Linked DNA regions of Mus musculus: region 2 is linked to region 1. The links are chromatin contacts, called in public HiChIP or PLAC-seq maps. All regions are on one chromosome and are shown on one strand. Each heading gives the region's core, a stretch centred on a gene start, on an enhancer-like site or on the middle of the called end of the contact. The rest is flanking DNA. Distances are from core to core; before and after follow the strand shown.

Region 1 (4,472 bases), core at 1,420-3,919:
AACTGAAACTATCACACAGTACCCAAACAACAGGAAGCTATACCTTCAAATGCACAAGTGTTCATCATAGGCCACATATAAGATCTGACATATAAAAGACTTATGTCTCTTACAATCTATTTCTCTCTTCCCTCCCCCTTTCTCCCTCTTTTCCTCCTTTCTTCTCCATCCTCCCCAACAGGGTCTCATTCAGTTCTAACTTTGAACTTGAAATCCTCCAGTGTCAGCCCCCTGAGTATTGAAAGCACAGGTGGGGCTACAGCTAGCTCTTCCTCCAGTCTGCTAATGTGGAAACAGTTAAGGCTTTCCATCACTTTTTTTTTAAATAATTGTTTATTTATTTTATGTATATGAGTATACTGTAGCTGCCTTCAGACACACTAGAAGAGAGCATCAGATCCCATTACAGATGGTTGTGAGCCACCATGTGGTTGCTGGGAATTGAACTCAGCATCTCTGGAAGAGCAGTGAGTGCTCTTAACCACTGAGCCATCTCTCCAGCCCCCTCCATCACTTTTTTTTTTTTTTTTTAAGATTTATTTATTTATTATATGTAAGTACACTGTAGCTGTCTTCAGACACTCCAGAAGAGGGAGTCAGATCTTGTTACGGATGGTTGTGAGCCACCATGTGGTTGCTGGGATTTGAACTCCGGACCTTCGGAAGAGCAGTCGGGTGCTCTTACCCACTGAGCCATCTCACCAGCCCCCCTCCATCACTTTTATTGTAAAAGTTTATAACCAAAGTTTCAAATTTTTCAAAAATATATTACTTTTAATTTTATGTGTGTATGTACATTTGCATAAAGATGCTCACAGAGGCACCCTTGGTCTAGAGTTACAGGTGGTTGTAAGGTGCCTGATGTGGGAACCCTTGTCCTCTACAATAGTACACTCCTTCAAACCAATGAGCCACCTTTCCAGCCCCCCTTTTCATTTGATTCAACATTATTTTCTAATTTAGTTTGTGATTTAAAAAAAACCCAAAACCCTCTTATTTAGAGTGGTGTTTACGCTTTTCAAATATTTATTGATTTCTCACTTTTCTAGTCCAAATATGGCTAAAAATATGTTATGTGACCAAAATCTTTCCAAATTTATTTCGACTTCTTTTAGGTCTTATATATGGCCTATAATGAATTTCTGTGTGCTTAAAGGTATAGCTTCCCATTGTTTGAGTACTGTTAGACAAGACTTCACTCACTCTGGGGCCCAGGCTGGCTTGGAACTATGTAACTTCCTTACCTCTGCAGTGTTAAGAGTCTGTATATGGGCACAGACAGGTGTTGCTTTGCTTTAATTATGAGAAGGGCAAGGTTACTTCATCATTGCTCTCTGTGGCTGACTTGGTTTTCCTCTTTCAACCCCTTCAAGACCTTCAATGTCGCTAGATTCTGAACTTGGACAAGGATTTGTCCCACAGTGGCTTATCATTCTTGCCTGGCTTGAATTGGAAGATTTTCAGCTCCAGATTTTGTTTTGGTCTAACAAACTCTTCCTATTTCTTCCCTCAAAGGTTTATTTTTTTTTTTAACGTAGAGCTCTAACTAGCCCTTTGGTATGCCAACTGCCACCTCATGGTCATAAGCAGTAGCAGAACGTGGGAATGTGTAGACCTGGCTTGAGTTGGCGTGAATAGCCAACAAGAACTCCGCCTTCATTTTGGAAGATATGCAGACCTCAAAGTCATTGCACCATCTGCCATGGTTCCGAAAACCTACATTTGAGAGCACTATTGTAATAGCGATCTGTGAGGACTTAAAAGTAGGGAAGGGGCCGGGTGTGGTGGCGAACGCCTTTAACCCCAGCACTCGGGAGGCAGAGGCAGGCGGATTTCTGAGTTTGAGGCCAGCCTGGTCTACAGAGTGAGTTCCAGGACAGCCAGGGCTATACAGAGAAACCCTGTCTCGAACCTCCCCCAACCCCACAAAAAAAAAAAAAAAAAAATGTAGGGAAGGGGCGCGGGATCAGGTAGGTCTTCTGTAGGAGATTCAAACTAAATGATCGCAACGTAGGGAACTCTCCAAATGCTCAGAAATACCACAAGTAAGTTGGGAAGCAGCAGTTTCACCCACCGGACAGTGGGCAGTTTTGTCGTTTTGCATGTTTTCCTCGAGGGAACCACGCGCACGGAAAAGTGAGGTCGTTTTAAACCCGTTGCCGAGTACGTAGGTAGGGCTAGGAGCGGAATGGTCGCAGAAAGGGTCGCTCCCAGGCCGGAGCGACTAGAAAGGCCAGGCCGCGGCCTCAGGGCGCAGAGCCACCCCAGGACTCAGCCTCAGCAGGGCCGTCCCTTCCTCCGGTCAGGAGTTTTGCGTTTCACCTCCAGGCGCGCCAGGGTGATGCCCGCTCCCCGAGATCGAGCGCAGGACTCCGGCAAGGGTGATAGTCCACAACTCAAGCCAGACGTAACTGCAACAAAGAACACTTCTCCAAACCGTAGTCAGTCCGCCCCCAACAGGGAGTCTGCAGGACGCCTGCAATGGAGCGGATGCGCGCGATTCAGCGACGTAAGGACGCGATGAAATAACGTCAACGGCACAGGGGCGGGTATCGTGACGCCAGTGACCCGCCAGGAAATACCAGCACAAGGGTGTACGCAGGCGCGGTGCTTAGACTAGGGTTCTGAGCTTGCGCAACGACCGATAAGACGCGGCGCGTGCGCACTGGTGTTTAGGGCGATGGGCGGGGTGTGGATGCCTTCGTTATGGCAGCCCGCGGTCTTTCTCAGTCTTGGGCTTCCTGACGCCTCCAGCAAGCGAGGTCTTTTGGGCCGGCTTCGCAGTTATGTACCCACCGCCGGCGCCGCCGCCGGCGCCTCACCGGGACTTCATCTCGGTGACGCTGAGCCTGGGCGAGAGCTACGACAACAGCAAGAGCCGGCGGCGGCGCTCATGCTGGAGGGTGAGGCGGGGTCCGGGCTGGGGAAGCCTTACCGAGGGAAGTACCTAGCTGGAGCGTTCGTGTCTCTTCCAGCGTCCAGAAGTTTCTGTGCTGCGTCTGGTTCTCGCAGCTTGGGTTTCGGTGTGGTTGCTTCCCCTGCCTAATGTCAGGTGCCCTGGGGATCCTGAGCTGAGGGGGCAATGAGCACAGCCCGTATGGTCCGACGATGCCTGAGCCAAGTCATGGGGATTTCAGGAGTTTTTCTCCAGTGCACGTGCAGCTGGACACATGGTGTACAGATCTTGTGCCATGTATGGGATGGTGTGCTCTGTCACCTCTAGCACTGTTCTGTCAATGTAAACTTTGCTGAGAGGGAACTTACCTGCCCTCAAGTAAGGACAAGCCTTACATAAGGGTCTCTCTGAATTGCTCTTTTAACCGAATCTGTGACAAGTGTCATTTTCCCGGCTCTTTCTTAGAAATGGAAGCAGCTTTCGAGGCTACAGCGGAATGTGATTCTCTTCGTCTTGGGCTTTCTGATTCTCTGTGGATTCCTGTACTCTCTTCATACGGCTGACCAGTGGAAAGGTATGAAATACCAGTGGTGCTCGAGCAGAGGAGATGCAGGCTGAGGTCAGATACAGTATTGCAATCCAGATAAAACAGTACCACAAGGCATGTGGTGACAGATTGGCAATAAATACAGCAGAGGGGAAAATGTGGAGCCCAGTATGACCAACTGGTGTACAGGTGACCCTGTAGGTCTTTGGGCCAACAGTGCTGTCCCTCCCCTCCCCATCAGTCTATAGCAGCAGATCAGCACTAATCACATGTCCCTACCACGTGGTACAGTGTGTTTGCCTGGGACCAGTGGATATCCTGAGAGGATCCTAGGATTCCTTCTGGGCTGCTTTAAGGTTGGAAACCCAAACATTGCTTCAGATTGCTCAAGTCAAGCTGCCTGTTTGGGCACTATTAAATTGATATGTTGCGGGGCTGAGGGGGTTGTTGTATGTTGTGTTTAAGGACACACTCTGCCAAATGCTTGAAAAAGAATTCAGCCTGGAAAAGACTGTGGTCTTCACACTTGGGAAATAGAGGTAGGAGGATCAGGAGTTGAGGCTAGCTTGGGCTACATAAAACCCTGCTCAAGCTGGGAGGTGGTGGCGCTTTTAATCCCAGCACTTGGGAGGGAGAAGCAGGTGACTCTGAGTTTGAGGTCAGCCTGGTTTACAAAGCCAGGGCTCCACAGACAAACTCTCTCCAAGATACAATGACACTAACAGCAGATTTGATTCCTCTGGGCCTTCTTGAGTTCAGTGCTTCTTGGAGGTTTCACTACCTGAAACAAATAGCACCTGTTTAGACATCTGTTCTGGAGCCTGTAATGGGCCTTAAGGTGAAAAGGTTTGCTTCCACAGCTCTGAGTGGCAGACCTGCAGAAGTAGAGAAGATGAAGCAAGAAGTCCTGCCTGTCTTACCAGCGCCTCAGAAGGAAAGTGCTGAACAAGAAGGGTTTGCAGACATACTCTCTCAGGTATTTCCAGTAAGGGCTCTGTGGGTTGTCACTGGGGTCTGTTTTGGAGCACT
Region 2 (4,413 bases), core at 327-2,826, 52 kb after region 1:
CAGAGGCAGAGGCAGGCAGATTTCTGAGTTCGAGGCCAGCCTGGTCTACAAAGTGAGTTCCAGGACAGCCAGGGCTATACAGAAAAACCTTGTCTGGAAAACAAAAACAAAACAAGGAGCGATTCTCTAGGACGATAACTTGGAATCTCTCTTGGGGCATTCAGTGGGCATAGCTGTCCCTCCAAGGAGGATGCGCAGACAGACAGACACTTGTGCTCGGGAAGAAGTGAGCCACACAAAAGCCCTGACTGAGACTAGCAAAACCAAAGCACCCTGGTCAGGTGGCACACTGGTCAGGTGGCACGCTGGTGAGGAAGCAGAGCAGCTCTGTCATTCACACGCAGCTGTGCACGTGGCGTCACTTTTCAGAAATCCTCAGTTCCCAGAGCCAGCTGCAACCATGCAGAATAGTTTGGTAATTGCTTTAAAGACTAAAATTCAGCTCCGTGGTTGAGGGTATTTTTTTTTGTGCAAGCCTGCTGACCTGATTCTTGCTTGCTTCTCACACCGAACTGCCTTAGCTTCAACACCAGAACCTGTGTAAGGTGTAAAAGAACCAATTTCACCAAGTTGTCCTCTGACCTCCACAAATGCACTGTGGCACACGTGTACCCTGTTATATATATACACACAATTAATAATAATAGTAATAGTAATAAAGTAATTTAAATGAAAAATAAACTCACTAAACTTCATATTCTATATATGATGGTTTTAATTGCTTGTCAACTTGACTATATTAGGGTATCCAGTTATTTGGTCAAATACTGCTTTAATATTAATACCAAATTAATATTTAAATCAGTGGACTCTAGGTAAAGCACAGTGTCCTCTATCACATGAGTGAGTGACTGTCATCTACTAGGACCATGGTCTTAAAAGATAAGACTCCCAGAGGGGAACAAGCCTTGCTTCTAGATGGCCTCTGAGCTCAAAGTTGCAACATTATGTTGTCCAGCTGTAGACCTGCTTTGAGGAGGTTACATTTGTAGCCTCTCTCTGCCTTTGTGAGCTTCTGACAAATAGTTTCCTCCATAAGGTGGTCTGGCTGTTCTGGAGAGTGTCTCCTTGTTGTTGGGGGTTTTGTTTTGTTGTTTGTTTGGTTTGGTTTGGTTTGGTTGGTTTTTGAGATTGGGTTTCTCTTTGTAGCCCTGGCTGTCTTGTAACTAACTAACTTACTTTGTAGACCAGGATGGCCTTGAACTCAGAGATCTGACTCCAGATTTCTGGGACTAAAGGCATTTGCTATCTTGCCCTGGTTGCCCACAGCCCAATCTTAATGAAGGTATTTTCTCAATAGAAGTTTCCTCTTCTCAGTTGACTATAGTTAGTGTCACGTTGACCTAAATCTATCCATCACAGTATTGGTTACTGTTATATGCATTACTCCATTTATGCAACCATCATGAAATAACATGGTTAGACATAAAGGGATCAGGAGTTAAGAGCAAGAGATGGCCTGGGCTTAGCTAGAAAGGTTGGTGAGAGAGGCCTTTTAGTCACGGGGTGGTTGACTGTCACAGTGAGGCAGGCAATATTTACACAAGGCTGTCCTGTGATAAGAGCTGTGCACGCACTTGTCATGACTGGTGACAAACAAGCTCCTTAGTCTCTTGGTCACTCTTGTCCTCTAGTTGCATGAGATACCGGCACCAGTGAGGCATCAGAGGGCCAAGAGGCATTGTCTCTGGAACCCATGCGTACGGGATCATTTAAAAATGAAAGAGGGGACCTGGAGAGATGGCTCAGCAGTTAAGAGCACTAGCAACTTCCAAAGAACCACATGGTGGCTCACAACTGTCCAGAACAGCAATCTCAAGGGCTCCAAAAGCCCTCTAGCCTCCTTAGGCACCAGGCAAGTAACAATCCATTTCAAAAGGATAACTTCTTGGCTGGAGAGATGGCTCAGTGGTTAAGAGCACTGGCTGCTCTTCCAGAGGTCCTGAGTTCAATTCTCAGCAACCACATGGTGGCTCACAACTGTCTGTAATGGGATCCGATGCCCTCTTCTGGTGTGTCTAAAGACAGCTACAGTGTACTCATATACATAAAAAAAAATAAATCTTTTAAAAAAGAGGATAATTTCTTAAAAATATAAAATCAATGTTCAAGAAGAAATTGAGCACCGATCTAGCCATATAACCACCAAAGAAACTGAAAGGTTAAATTATTATTTAATAATAAACTATTATTTAGTAGTTAAAATATTATGCCAAGAAAATGTCAGGCCTGCACATGTTTTTACTGGTGATCATGCCATAAATCCAAGTACTAGAGATCCCAATACTAAGCACACTTTTCCCAGAAAGTAACTGTAAGAAGTTAGCCTAATGCTGATAAAAACCAAACAGGGTTTTCTTCTTCTGCGAGGAAAGAAAGCACATGTCCCTGTCCCGTAGCCACTCCGACCACATTCAACTTTGATTAGTCATGAAGAACACAAGGCTGTTCTAATATTTTTTTCCAGTGAATTACATTAATGATTGACAAAGAAAATCCACTGCTGCCTCAAAACATGCATGAAAACATAAAGTCAAACTCAGAGCCTGGTACCCACATGATGGTGGGCAGAGAGAGGCAACTCCAGAGAGCTGGCTCTGAGGCACGCACATTAACAAATGAATAAATGTGAAAATAAATGAGCTAGTAGACAATTCAAAGATATGATGTGGAGGAAATTCAAATATATATGTATGTCAAGGTGCAAGAAACCCCCTGAACAGGCTGTGTGTTGAATGGTTCCCTCCACCATTGTGCAAAAGGCAAAACTATGGAAACAGGAAGAAGGTCATGGGTGCTGGGGCCTCACACGGTGCCAGCAGTTGGAACCCAGGGAGTCTTTAAGGAGCTGAGACTGCTCATGTATGAGACAGAGTCAATGGACCCATGTCACTGTACGGGTGTGCAAGCACACACAAGAGATAGCCAAGTGTGGTGGTGGCCCTGAATGATGGTGAGTTGATGCACATTTAGTGGTGACCATGTGCCTCTGATTTTTTTGTTGTTGTTTGGTTTGGTTTGGCTTTTCAAGACAAGGTTTCTCTGTGTTGCCCTGGCTGTCCTGGAACTCTGTAGACCATGCTGGCCTCAAATTCAGAGATCCACCTGCCAATGCCACGTGAGTGCTGAGATTAAAGGTCCTGATTAAAGGACACCATTGCCTGGAATTCTGTGTCTTCTTAATATTGCTACTTACTTTTTAAAAAATGTCAAAAAGGAGAGAAAGAGGGAGAGAAAGAGAGAGACAGAGATAGAGAGAGACAGAGAACTGTAGCTTTTCTGTTTTATTTTTTTCCTTTTCCCTTTGTCTGGGTTCTTCTGTAGCTCAGTCCAGTGTCTCCTAGCTCAGCAGTCATCAGTTGTCTTCTCACTCTGCTCTCAGACCCCTTCTCTCCTGTCTCCTGGAACCTCCTTTGTGCTAACCCTGAACCTTACCCCTAGCTCTCAGGCTCTGCTTACTTTTTATATTCACTCCTATTTACAGAATTCCAAGAGGCAACTGACAGTGAAGTGCATAGGGTCCTTAAGTGTCCAGGCCCACAAAATAAATCATACTCCAGAAAACCACTTCCGGGTCAGTCCATTACATGTTCTTTCCTTACTTGTAAAAAAGACCCCCCGTATCCCAGCCTGGCTCCTACTTGGGTGAATCTGGCTTTGAGTTCCTGAACCTTCTACCTGCCCTTGAGATCTGGGATTCCAGGAGTATTGACACCACATCCAACTTGTTTGCTTTAAATTTTTCATTTTATCTTGTTTACTTTTTCCCTGAGACAGCTTCACTGTGTAGTCCTTGTTATCCTGGAACTTGCTTTGTAGACAAGGCTAGCCTTGAACTCACAGAGATCTGCTTGCTTTTGCTTCCCAATTGCTGGGATGAAAGGTGTCTCCCACTATCACCCAGGGCTGTTTGCTAATTTTTAAAAGAAAAATTTAAAATCAAGAATTTGCCGCCTTAGCTAGGGTTATTATTGCTGTGATGAAACATAGTGCACAAAAGCAACCTGGGGAGGAGAAGGCTTCTTTGGCTGGCAAAGCCCAAATCACAGGTATTTATTTCCCTTTTGTTTGGAACTCCTGTGGGCATGGGTGTTTCCTCAGAGTTCCCATGGCATCCCTCAAGAAATTTGGTCCAAGCCGAGCGTGGTGGCGCATGCTTTTAACCCCAGCACTCGGGAGGCAGAGGCAGGCGGATTTCTGAGTTTGAGGCCAACCTGGTCTACAGAGTGAGTTCCAGGACAGCCAGGGCTACACAGAGAAACCCTGTCTTGAAAAAAAAAATTATTTGGTTCATCCAGCTCCAGTTTCAGGATTACCACAGCCTTCATTCAGTGCATCTCAGTCCCAAGAATTGCTGCTGGCCTCCACAGGCTGGCTCGTCATGAAGTCCAACAACTCTTCCACTGAGGGCTG

The links. HiChIP or PLAC-seq counts read pairs in DNA pulled down with a chosen protein or histone mark.
Region 2: an HNF4G HiChIP or PLAC-seq map of pancreatic cancer cells shows a contact between it and region 1. The contact joins the enhancer-like site here to the promoter of Man1b1 in region 1. A contact is called at or near these places in 11 of 39 promoter capture datasets (the C10 cell line, the HPC-7 cell line, the SN4741 cell line and 8 more), 14 of 484 Hi-C or Micro-C datasets (B cells, CD4 T cells, Th1 cells and 10 more), 12 of 115 datasets of contacts at active chromatin or transcription factors (the 230-238 cell line, the HPC-7 cell line, the SCID.adh cell line and 6 more) and 3 of 9 other capture datasets (adipose tissue, liver and pancreatic islet).

What each region holds. Positions count from the first base shown.
Region 1 is chr2:25,330,074-25,334,545 of GRCm38.p6, forward strand. Man1b1 (mannosidase, alpha, class 1B, member 1) reads left to right here and starts at 2,670. Exons shown (of 13, transcript NM_001029983.2): 1 at 2,670-2,903; 2 at 3,362-3,470; 3 at 4,304-4,419. The coding sequence starts at 2,787. It overlaps AA543186 (expressed sequence AA543186), which reads right to left and starts at 2,498. Exons shown (of 2, transcript NR_027448.1): 1 at 2,075-2,498.
Region 2 is chr2:25,383,140-25,387,552 of GRCm38.p6, forward strand. No RefSeq gene overlaps it. Among named protein-coding and RNA genes, the nearest start is that of Entpd2, 11 kb to the right of the region's middle. Within about 2 kb of position 1,577, at least 15 of the 459 cell types and tissues checked have an H3K27ac peak or open chromatin away from gene starts, as enhancers often do. A contact at or near this core is called in pancreatic cancer cells and pancreatic islet, where this site is marked.